2 separate regions of the Mus musculus genome follow, and region 2 is linked to region 1. The links are chromatin contacts, called in public HiChIP or PLAC-seq maps. All regions are on one chromosome and are shown on one strand. The core of a region is the stretch at or near the end of the contact, and the rest is flanking DNA. Distances in the headings are between cores, read along the strand shown.

Region 1 (5,815 bases), core at 2,025-4,524:
ATCCAGGGATTATTAAAGGTGTGTGCTAAGGGTTGAGCCACACCACAAGTAGAAACAGGGTTTTTTAGTAAATAAAACAATCTCAGGTTCACAGTGTGATTATATCTTGCAATACTTTGTCAAAGAGCAGGAATAGACCCAACAGACCCAACAAAAATTGTGGTACCTTTTACTAATGCTGAAATTGCCTCAGTATGGGCAGAAAATGCTTAAATGCTTTAGTCTCCCTTCTAGAACACCATCAGGAGTTCTTTTTATATAGTCCCGACAAATGAATACCAACAAAGAATGGCAGGGTGAACCAATACCATACAGTGCTATCCATTCGTTGTCTGTTGGGTTATATTTATACCCTTTCCAAATACCACGTGTTCTCTCAAGTATCCGATCTAGCAAAACACCACATGTCTGTTCTCAGCAAAACACCCTCCCTTGTTTCTGCTTCAGCAAAAACATCCTCTCTTAAGAGTTTCCAGAAAAACATTACATGACACAACTAAGTCTCCAAAGAAATAGAAATTTCCAGTTCAGATATTTTTGTTGTTTGGTATTAAAAACACATTTAAGAGATTTAAAATATTTCAAGTAAATTCAAAGAGTTACTACAGTTCAAACTTTGATTTCTAAATATCCAAGAGCTGGTGTGTTTTTGGAGATAAGATAAAATATTTGAGCAGGGCTATGGTAGATCGTGCCTTTAATCACAGCAGAGGCAAGTAGATCTCTGTAAATTAGTAGTTTTTTAAATTCTAGATTTAGTGAACAAGGTGGCGGTGGTACATGACTTTAATCTCCCCCAGGAACAAAATGATCAAACAGAAGTATAAATTCATTTTATGGGATCCTGTCAGGAATAATACTAATAAAACACAGATAGATAAATCTCCAGTTCTGATAGCACACTGTGCTTTCTGAGCCTCCTTGTGAGTGCACTCCTGGATTAGTGAACACACACACACACACACACACACACACAACTCTTTTAGTATGTGAATTAGTGATAACTGAGATTTCAGAAGGTGGATTAAGGGATAAAAATGGTGTGGTTCTAAAAGGGAAAATGCACTGCAGCTTTGTAAGATGTTGCAAGTTGGGAAACCAGGATAAAGGACACGCAGGCTCCTTTGTATTGTTTCTTACAGCTGAATGTGAGTCTTAAGTTTATACCAAAGAAGTTTAACTTTTTTAACTAATAAGATGGAAGGATTTCCCTTTACAATTCTGGCTTATAGCCATTAGTCAGTTTTCTTTCTTTCTTTCTTTCTTTCTTTCTTTCTTTCTTTCTTTCTTTCCTTCTTCCTTTCTTCCTTCCTTACCTTTCCCTTCTTTCCTTCCTTCCTTCCTTCTTTTCTTTTAAAACATGACACCCTGGAGCCAGGCAGTGGTGGCTCATGCCTTGAATCTCAGCACTGGGGAGGCAGAGGCAGACAGATCTCTTTGAGTTCGAGACCAGCTGGGTCTAGGGAACCAGTTCCAGAACAGCCAGAAGATCAAAGCAAATCAAAGATATTGAAAGAAAGATGAAATTTCAAGACCTGTATGTCATATAAAGTACTCAGAAATTGCTGGTTGTTTGTGAGCCTAGAGGCTGCCTGGGGCTGAGAAAAAAGAAAAACAAACCCGGGCATGCCCCATAGTTAAAACATTCCTGGGAACAGCTTGACCATAAAGATAAAGAGGAATGTGAGGACATAACAGGGCTATCTGAACTGAGTCAACAACTCATAGAACTCTGACATCCTGCACGTACATGTAATTTTTCTGCTGATGTTTGAATAAGCCAATAGCATGTCGCTATGCTGAATTCCACACCCCTAAGCTCCTTACCCCATAAAAACCCCTAGCTTTCGAGCCTGTGGCCAACATCCGTTATCTCCTGTGTGGGATGCATGTTGGTCCGGAACCCCATCATTAAACTACCTTGTGTGTTTACATCAAAGACGGTCTATTCGTGATTTTTTGGGTTTTGGGTGCACACCAAATCGGGAATTGAGTGGGGGTTTCCCCACTAGGTTCTATCAATATGACATATGGACACTGTAACATCTATCTCTCCAAGACCACCTAGCTTCTCTTTGTGTTTCTGTGTTTTACACCCTGCATTCTTTCGACCCCCAGCAGACATACTGCAAATCACTAGTACCTGCTGCTTCCATCCTGTGTTCCTCTCATAACTTTTTGTTGTCTTTCAGATCTTAGCCGGAGCTTCAGACCGTGTCTCTAGTCCCTCTAGAACGTTAACAATCATCAGGATTTCTGAATTCAAGACTGAATTGGAGAGGCCAAACCTACTCCATCTTGGGACCAGCCTCCATCTTCAAGAAAAGAAAAAAGCAGAACTCAAGCTGCACCAAAATACCAGAAAGGACCCCATGGCTTGTCCTTGGCCAGAGTTAATCCCTAGCTACTTCCTAGCAACAGTTAATCAAAGATTAGTTTGATTGTTTCAGATGTACTTTCAAACTGTTTGTGATCAAATGCACGATTCAGGGCACCCAACTATTGGCTTATAGTCATTCTATTAGATGCTTGCCAGACTGGACAACCCCTCCCTCGCTTTGAAAGAACCTAGTGGGGAAACCCCCACTCAATTTCCATTCGGAGCGCACCCAAGAATCACGAACAGACAACCATCTTGATGTAAAAGCATGAGGTAGTTTAATGACGGAGCTCCGGGCCGACATATATCTCCCTCAGGAGACAGAGGTGTCGACCACATGGTGGAGCCATAATGGCAGAGCTCCGGTTCGAAACGTATCTCACACAGGAGACAGTGGTTTCGACTCTGACGCTTGGAAGCTAGGGATTTTTATAGAAAAGGGATGGGGCTGGGGGAGGAATTGGCGAGGTTTCACATGATTGGTTCATTTAAACATCAACAGACTGTCAGAAGGGCGGGAGATAGGGGGGCATGTCCTGGCCTGTTCTGCTATGTTCTCAGCCCCAGGTTTCAAAGCTCACAAACAACTCTTTGGGCTATTTGACATAAATTACATGAATCACATGTCTCAAGTTTTATTTCCTTTCAGCTTTTATTTTTCTATAAAAACTTGTTCTACTGAGGGTTCAGGGCTGCTCCGCCTTCTCTTTCTGTCCTGCTGTGTTAAGGTCGATTTGGAGGAGAGCCCGAGCCTGAGCCCGAAATAAACCCTAACATCGGAGACGGATCCTTGGTGGTTTGGGAAGGTTCAAGCTTCCTGGCACGACAAACCAAGGTCCTGCACTACGCCTCGCTTCCGGGAAGTGAGTCAAGCACCGGTCGCACGTTATACACGTCACTTCCTCCTGGAACCCGGATAAAGAAGTTCCCAGATTACTGTCACTGCTCCCAACCGCTGCACTACAGACATGGCTCTGCCACCTTTTTTCGCCCAGAGCCGTCAGGGACCTCCCCCTCCGCAGCCACCGCCTTCCGCTCCATTCGGCTGTCCGCCCCCGCCGCTGCCCTCTCCGGCTTTCCCGCCGCCCCTTCCCCAGCGACCCGGCCCCTTCCCGGGGGCTTCCGCCCCCTTCCTCCAGCCTCCGCTGGCCCTGCAGCCCCGCGCGCCAGCCGAGGCCTCCCGCGGCGGTGGCGGTGGCGGCGCCTTCTTCCCGGTGCCACCCCCACCGCTGCCGCCGCCGCCGCCGCAGTGCCGGCCCTTCCCGGGGCCCGACGCCGTCGAGCGTCCACGGCCACCGCCTCCAGGTCCCGGGCCGCCCTGGAGCCCGCGCTGGGCGGAGGCGCCGCCGCCGCCCGACGTGCTCGGAGACGCGGCCCTGCAGCGCCTGCGTGATCGGCAGTGGCTGGAGGCGGTGTTCGGGAACCCCCGGCGGCCCGGTGGCCTCCGGACCCCGCGCACACCCGCCGGGCCCAGCCTGGGTGAAGTCCGCGCGCGGTTGCGTTCCGCTTTGCGTTTGGTGCGGCGGCTACGCAGCTTGGGGCAGTCCCTGCGCGAGGCTGAGGCCGACGGAGCAGCCTGGGCCTCCCTGCACGCTCAGGCGGCGCCACTACGAGCGGAGCTAGCGGAGCGGCTGCAGCCGCTGGCCCAGGCCGCCTATGTGGGCGAGGCGCGACGGAGGCTGGAGAGGGTCCGGCGCCGCCGGCTGCGGCTTCGTGAGAGGGCCCGGGATCGGGAGGCTGAGCGGGAGGCGGAGGCCGCGCAGGCCACGGAACGGGAGCAGGAGATTGACCGCTGGAGGGTGAAGTGCGTGCAGGAAGTGGAGGAAAAGAAGCGGGTGAGAACCAGTATGCGCTCGGTGGTTGGAGCTGTGGTGTCTGGAACTCGAATCTGCGTGCTAGTTAACTTGTATGCTTATCCGCGAAAGCTAGCCTTTGCCACTTCTTTGCTCTGTATTCCTTGTTGACGATGTGTGGTGCATAAAACTCTAGAATTTGGACTATAAAGTCCCTTAAACACGCGACAGGTTTACACTGGTGCATTTCTGGGAGGACACACCTCTTGTGTCCTGCTTCAAAGTTGGATCCACTTACTGAAGATGCAGAGCAGTATCTTTTATACTGTCCTAAAGCATGCAAATGTAGAGGACTTGGACCACACCTAGAAACCTTTATAACATAATTGGCTGATGAGGTTGATAATAGTTCTCTCCCGGGTTCATTTGTTTTGGTTTGATACTATGAATACCAGTGTATCCGGTGGAGTGGGTCTGTCTGGATCAGGTGTTTCCAGGTACTTGGCCTCTTACTCAAATGATTGAATTAAGGACTCACACAAAATTGTAAAAATAGCAGGAAAACTATATTCAAAAACAATGCAGTAAGTAGCAAGTGCAGATTAGAAAGGAAAACACTGTCAACAGATTGGCAGCCACAAGGCCCATGAGATACTCCGGTTATTTTTGGAGAGTGTGCATAGCCCGGTCCCACTGGTCTCTCAGGTTGCTGTGCTGTTTTGTCCATGCCTTCCTTACCCCTGTTCAGTACTCATATCTATAGTAGACACTACACTAGTGTCCTGCACACAATCCCGAGGAATTCATTACCCTAATTTTACAGACTGAGACTTAAAGCAGCTAACTTGACAGCAGTCACACAAGCCTGTATACCAATATTACCTCAGATTTAGTCCCAAGTTGTATGACTTCAAAGCTTGTCTGTCTCATGTTCTTCAGTAGAACCCGGGAGAAAGTAGGATTTGCCAAGTGTAGGTTGAAGACATCCTCATTTCCTTTGAATGCTATTACTATTGTTATTGTTGTTTCAGAGTTATTTATTTTGGGTTTTGTGATTGTTTTGCCTGTGTGTGTATGTGCACTGCATATGTGCCTCCTGCCTATGGGGTCAGAAGAGGACATTGGATCCCCTGGAACTAGAGTTACAGATGGTGATGAACCATCTGTATGGGTGCTGGGAATTGAACCCTGGTCCTTTGTAAGAGTCACAAGTGCTCTTAATTGCAGACCCATTATTCTAGTTTATATATATGTTAGTTTTATTTATATATACATATATTTGTTAGTTTTTGAAAATATAATTACATAATTTCCCCCATTCTCTTTCTTCCCTCCAGCCTCTCAATGCATCTCCCTTGTTCTCTCTCAAGTTCATGGCCTCTCTTTCTTTACTTATTGTTACATGTATACATAAATACAACCTGACTAGTACATTTAATGTTACTTGTATGTATATGATTTCAGGGCTGACCACTAATAATGAATTGAGGTGCTCATCCCTGGGGAAAACGGTTTCTCTTGCTCTCGGCGTTTCCCAGTTGCCCATAGTTGGCTGAGGGTCTTGGAGCTGCTCCACTTCTGTGCTAGCATGTCTGTTGGTTTTCAGGTGTTGTTGTTTCTGTGCTAGCATGTCTGTTGGTGG
Region 2 (5,815 bases), core at 1,307-3,806, 35 kb before region 1:
CTAGGTCTGCTCTATGTGTGCTGCCATGGCTCTGATGGTATGAACTCTTTGTACACGTTTCAGATAGTGGGATTTGGTCTTGAGAAGGAATGACTGGTTCCTCTGACAACACCATCAACACCATGTATTTTTGAGAGCCCAGAAGCCAGTACTTCTTGGCCGGTGTACTCTGTCCTGGCATGTACTGGTAGTCTGCACACTTGGATTCTTGTCCTCTGTGTTCAGGGTATTCCGTGTGTGTCTGACTCCATGCCTATTGGAGCAAATTTAGTATTGCTGAGATAGAAAATGTGAGGACTGAGTAAGATCTGAAAAAAAACAAAACAAAACTATAAGGCTAAAGAAATGGTCATGTAAAATAATTTAATAGTAAGTTTTATATCTTTGCTAATTTGTGAAGATTTTTGGACATTGGATCAAAGTTCTAGAAAATACATAAGTGATTTAACTTCTTAGGAATTTATCAATATTAATAGCTTCTTCGTGTGTGTGTGTGTGTGTGTGTGTGTGTGTGTGTGTGTGTGTGTGTGTGTTTATTACAGAGACTGGGTGTTACTATCTCACTCAGGCTGGCCTTGAACTTGATCCTCCTGCCTCTACCTCCCACATAGTAGAATTAGAAGCATGTGGCACCACGTGCAGCTCCTTCTTTATACAAACCCAAGAAATTGATGCTGGTTCCAAACAGTTGGTAGTATGAAGTGTGAAACAGCTCTAATCTTAGTAACAAAAGTGAGTTGAGGGTGTGGTTCCAGCGCAGAACACTGAAAGCAACAATCAAGCCCTGGGTTTGATCCCGGGCACTGCCCTCCCCTACAAAAAGGAAAGAATGAAATTTTAAGTTGCTGCTTGGGTAAATGAATAACTTTCTAAAAAGATTTCTTTCTTTCTCTCTCTTTTATGTGTAGGTGTGGGTGTGCATGTGTCTGTATCTGTGTGTGTTTTAGGGGGTGGGTGCCTGCCCAGGCCAGAAGAGGGTGTCAAATTCCCTGGAGGTGGAATTAGAAACAGTGCTGAGCTATGGGTGCTGGGAACTAAACTCTAATCCTGCAGGAGTGCAAGCACTCTTAACCACTGAGCCATCTCTCCAGCCCCAGACACTTCATTTTTAATGGGAACTTTTTTTTTTTCAAATTTGACACTCTAAGAAATTTTGTTTAACTTATAGTTTCGAAATGTGTTTGTTTTTATGATGGCTCGTAGTAAATTGTTAATGCCTAATCACTTTTCAGATTTATAACTACCTCGACAAGTATGTTGTTGGCCAGTCGTTTGCTAAGAAAGTGCTTTCAGTTGCCGTGTATAATCATTATAAGAGAATATATAATAATATTCCAGCTAATCTGAGACAGCAAGCAGAGGCTGAGAAGCAGACATCACTAACACCTAGAGGTTAGTGTCCTTGGTAATTGACCACAATGCAGATTACTATGCCTAATCTTTATGTGTAGCTCTTATTTGAAAATCTTCTTACCAAAGTACAATATTTAAATTATCTCACAGTAGATTATGAAATTATTTTGGTGCCTTACCAGTAGCTTTTTTTTGTTGTTGTTATTAAGTAGGTGAGAATGAAAAATGTCAAAGTACATTAACTTTTGTTAAGGTAAGTATTGTTTCTTAAAACTTGGGAGTCACAAAGTAAAATGTGGGTTTTTTTTTTTGTTAAAAAGGATTTATTTTATTTATTATATGTAAGTACACTGTAGCTTTCTTCAGACACCAAAAGAGGGCATCAGGTCTTGTTACAGATGGTTGTGAGCCACCATGTGGTTGCTGGGATTTGAACTCAGGACCTCCAGAAGAGCTGTCAGTGCTCTTAACCGCGGAGCCATCTCACAGCCCCATAAAGTGTGTTTCTTGAAGATCTCTTTAGGAAGCGTGTGAGAAGCTCAGCTGTGGCAGCCCTGCTTGGCCCTCACCGCTTGCCTTTGCCTTTGATAAGGAGCATCACAGAGCCAACAAGACCTTGAAGGCTGCTGGAGGAGAGGTTGAGTGGCTTTGAAGGCTTGATTACTGTGGACAGATCACTGCAGTGCTCTGGACAACTCTAGTTTTTGTCTTTTGGGTTCAGGATACAGAATTTGATTTGCCTAAGTCAGAGGTGATAACTTAAGAGCATTTTTAGCATTTTTTGGCAGGGGGATTGGATGCAGCTACAGAATATGAGGTTAAGGGCAAATTTGTAAGTAATTTTCAGTATTTTTTCCTATTAATCTGAGATTCTAATATTTCATTGTACTACACAATGTCAATTTACTGTAGACAATAAAGTATAGCAATAGAATTTGTTTTTAAATATAAATTATAATACAATTAAAATATAAATATTTAGGTTTTTATTTTATTTTCCAGGGAGCCCTGATTTCTGATCTAGATCTAAAATCCAACATTTTAGGTTCTTTTAGTCATTATCATACAATTTGAGAAACTTCTGCTAATGCTTTTAAGTAGCTACTATAAAAACATAACTGCTTTAATGAAGACATGTTCAACTGTTGAGCTTTTTGTAAGGGAGTTATGTGGTAATATGAGTTGACCTTATTTTTAGAAAGTGGAAGTCATACCTAATGGTGGTCATAGGACCTTCAGTTTTATAAGCTCCAAAGCGCACAATCTTGTCATTCAGCAACTATTTTCTAGTTCTTTTATATCAGTCATTAATATCTAAATCGTAGGAGATGCTAGAAGAGCAAAAAGTTCCACATTTATAGTATGAAGAACTTCAATTCATGATGCATAGTTTATTATTCTTTAAAATAGACAACAGTTTTAATAGAGAATTATTTTAAATTTTACTATGTGACTATGAGTACCTGGGCAACCATCATTAAGCTTGGTTTCAGTTTTTTTTTGTTTTTGTTTTTGTTTTTTTTTAATATTTATTTATTTATTTATTTATTTATTTATCTATCTATCTATCCATTTCATGTATGTGAGTACACTGTAGCTGTCTTCAGACGCACCAGAAGGGGGCATCAGATCCCATTACAGGCTTCAGGTTTTTTAACATAGAAAGGATGTTGTATAGAAATTGTTTCATAACATAAAAAATGGAAAACTGAATACATCCTTTAAATGAATTTGGAGGAAGGCAGGAAGTAAAAATTCATTCTTGCTGTCCCAAACTAAACACATATATAATATTTCATATTGCCCTTTTTATCTCCTTTCTTAGAGTTAGAAATAAGAAGACGGGAGGATGAGTACAGATTTACAAGTAAGTCCCTCCCTCAGGCCCTGGCTGTACTCTGTTCTGAGGCCTCAGTGGTGCAGCTCAGTGGGAGGTGATCTGCTCGCCTGTGTGTTAGGTACCAAGAAGGTTATTCAACGCTCTTGTGCATCATTGAAATGTCTCTTTCATATGCAGTATGTAACTTTGGAATAAGGGTTTTTTTTTTTGTTTTTTGTTTTTTCGAGACAGGGTTTCTCTGTATAGCTCTGGCTGTCCTGGAACTCACTTTGTAGACCAGGCTGGCCTCAAACTCAGAAATCCACCTGCCTCTGCCTTCCAAGTGCTGGGATTAAAGGCGTGCACCACTGTGCCCGGCTGAAAGGTTTTTTTGTTTTTGTTTTTTAAGATGTATTTATTATTATACATAACTACACTGCAGCTGTCTTCAGACGTGCCAGAAGAGAGCATCAGATCTCATTACGGGTGGTTGTGAGCCACCATGTGGTTACTGGGATTTGAACTCAGGACCTTTGGAAGAGCAGTCAAGTGTTCCTACCCGCTGAGCCATCTTGCCAGCCTTGGAATAAGTTTTAAAAAAGATTTTGCCAGGGGAAGGTGGTGATGTACACCTTTAATTAATCCCAGCTCTGGAGAGGTAGAGGCAGGCAGATCTCTGAGTTCCAGGCCTGCCTGGTCTACGTAAAATGAAGTTCAGGACAGTCGGGGCTACACAGAGAATCCTTGTCTCAAAGCAAGCAAGCCAACCCACACACACACACACACACACACACACACACACACACACACACACACACACACAAATGAGAACAAGTATCCATGGAAGCCAGGGTTGTTGGATCCCCCAGAGCTGGAGTTCTAGGTTGTCGTGCATTGCCTGTTGTGGATGTTAGGAACCAAACTCAGGTTTTGTTCAAGAGCAGTATGCACTCCTAACTCTTGAGCCATCTCTCCAGGCCCTTATCTTTTGTGGGCCAACAAGATGGCCAAATGAATAAAGATACTTGATGTGCCAGCTTAGTGACTGAGTCAGTCAGTACTCACATAGTGGCTCCACACAGTGGAGGAAATGGACTCCCACCATGCCTTCTAACCTCAGCATGTGTGTTGTAACACAGAGGGAAACCAATCTAATACAAAAATCAGTATGTCTAATTAAAATTTTTTGTTGCTTTTTTTTTTTTTTGGTTTTTCGAGACAGGGTTTCTCTGTATAGCCCTGGCTGTCCTGGAGCTCACTTTGTAGACCAGGCTGGCCTCGAACTCAGAAATCCGCCTGCCTCTGCCTCCTGAGTGCTGGGATTAAAGGCGTAGGCCACCACGCCCGGCTTGTTGCTGTTTTTTTTTTTTTTTTTTTTTTTTTTTTTTGGTTTTTCGAGACAGGGTTTCTCTGTATAGCCCTGGCTGTCCTGGAACTCACTTTGTAGACCAGGCTGGCCTCGAACTCAGAAATCCGCCTGCCTCTGCCTCCCGAGTGCTGGGATTAAAGGCGTGCGCCACCACGCCCGGCGTTGCTGTTTTTTAAGACAGGGTTTCTCTGGGTAGCCCTGGCTGTCCTGGAACTCACTCTGTAGACCAGGCAGGCCTCAAACTCAGAAATCCACCTGCCTCTGCCTTCTGAGTGCTGGGATTAAAGGCGTAGGCCACCACGCCCGGCTAGATTTAAATTTTTTTAAAGAGAAAATTGTCTCTGGTGTGTAACTACATAGGTCTGTGCATGTCTGTGCTTGATACAGTGATCTAATTGTGCAGCCAAGGCTGGCCTTGAATTGTAGAGTGTTGAAGTTACAGGTGTGTGCCACCATATCTTGACCAAGTTATTTTTACATTTATGGAAATACTAATATTCAATAAGTGACACAGTAAAATTAAGACATACTCTCAGATGAGCTGGAGAGATAGCTCAGTGGCTAAGAGCACTGACTGCTTTTCATTGGCAGCTCACAACTATCTGAAACTCCAGTTCTAGGACATCGAGTTCCCCTTTTGGCCTCCAAAGGCAATAAGCAGGCAAGTGGTGCACAGACATACATGCAGGCAAAATACCCATACACAAAGATTTTTTTAGAAAGACATACAGTTAATGCAATAGAATTAAGTTATATAGAAGAATATAAGATCTAAACCAAGTGTGGTCTTACATGCTTGTAATCCCAGCACTCAGTGAACTCAAGGCCACTTGAGCTACACCAAAAGTTTCAGGCTAGTTTCAATGTACATAGATTCTCAAATCTAAAGATAGAATCAACTTTGCAATCAATACTAATAATTTAGGCTGATACCTAGTGAAAGTATAAATCAGTAGAAGAAAGTCTACAGGGATTAGTGACACAGACACAGGTTTGTTGAGCTGCGTGTCACTGAGCATCACTGTAACCTCTCTGCTCACAGCTGTCATTGTGGAGAATGGCTTACAGAGTGAGGCCAAGCAGAGATGGCGGGCTACCTGAAAGTAGACTCCCCTCAAAGGATAATCTAGGGCACTACTCATAAAATAGAGTAATCCACATCACCATTGCCAGTTTGTTTTGTTGTGTATGCGGCCAACAGCACATGGAGGTCAGAGGACAACTGCCAGGAGCTGTACTTGGTTGATGCTGAGTCTTTCCTGTTTCTGCTGCTG

What was found. HiChIP or PLAC-seq counts read pairs in DNA pulled down with a chosen protein or histone mark.
Region 2: a contact with region 1 is called in an H3K4me3 HiChIP or PLAC-seq map of bone marrow-derived macrophages, with 2.1 times the contacts expected there. The contact joins the enhancer-like site here to the promoter of Pdcd7 in region 1. A contact is called at or near these places in 6 of 39 promoter capture datasets (the C10 cell line, HPC-7-derived erythroid cells, hematopoietic stem and progenitor cells and 3 more), 19 of 484 Hi-C or Micro-C datasets (the AML12 cell line, the Ba/F3 cell line, the C2C12 cell line and 14 more), 9 of 115 datasets of contacts at active chromatin or transcription factors (CD8 T cells, the SCID.adh cell line, bone marrow-derived macrophages and 4 more) and 3 of 9 other capture datasets (adipose tissue, liver and pancreatic islet).

The regions. Positions count from the first base shown.
Region 1 is chr9:65,342,794-65,348,608 of GRCm38.p6, forward strand. Pdcd7 (programmed cell death 7) reads left to right here and starts at 3,275. Exons shown (of 5, transcript NM_016688.2): 1 at 3,275-4,215. The coding sequence starts at 3,349.
Region 2 is chr9:65,308,920-65,314,734 of GRCm38.p6, forward strand. It overlaps Clpx (caseinolytic mitochondrial matrix peptidase chaperone subunit), which reads left to right. Exons shown (of 14, transcript NM_011802.3): 5 at 1,233-1,392; 6 at 3,179-3,220. Among named protein-coding and RNA genes, the nearest start is that of Clpx, 18 kb to the left of the region's middle. Within about 2 kb of position 2,557, at least 7 of the 459 cell types and tissues checked have an H3K27ac peak or open chromatin away from gene starts, as enhancers often do. A contact at or near this core is called in bone marrow-derived macrophages, where this site is marked.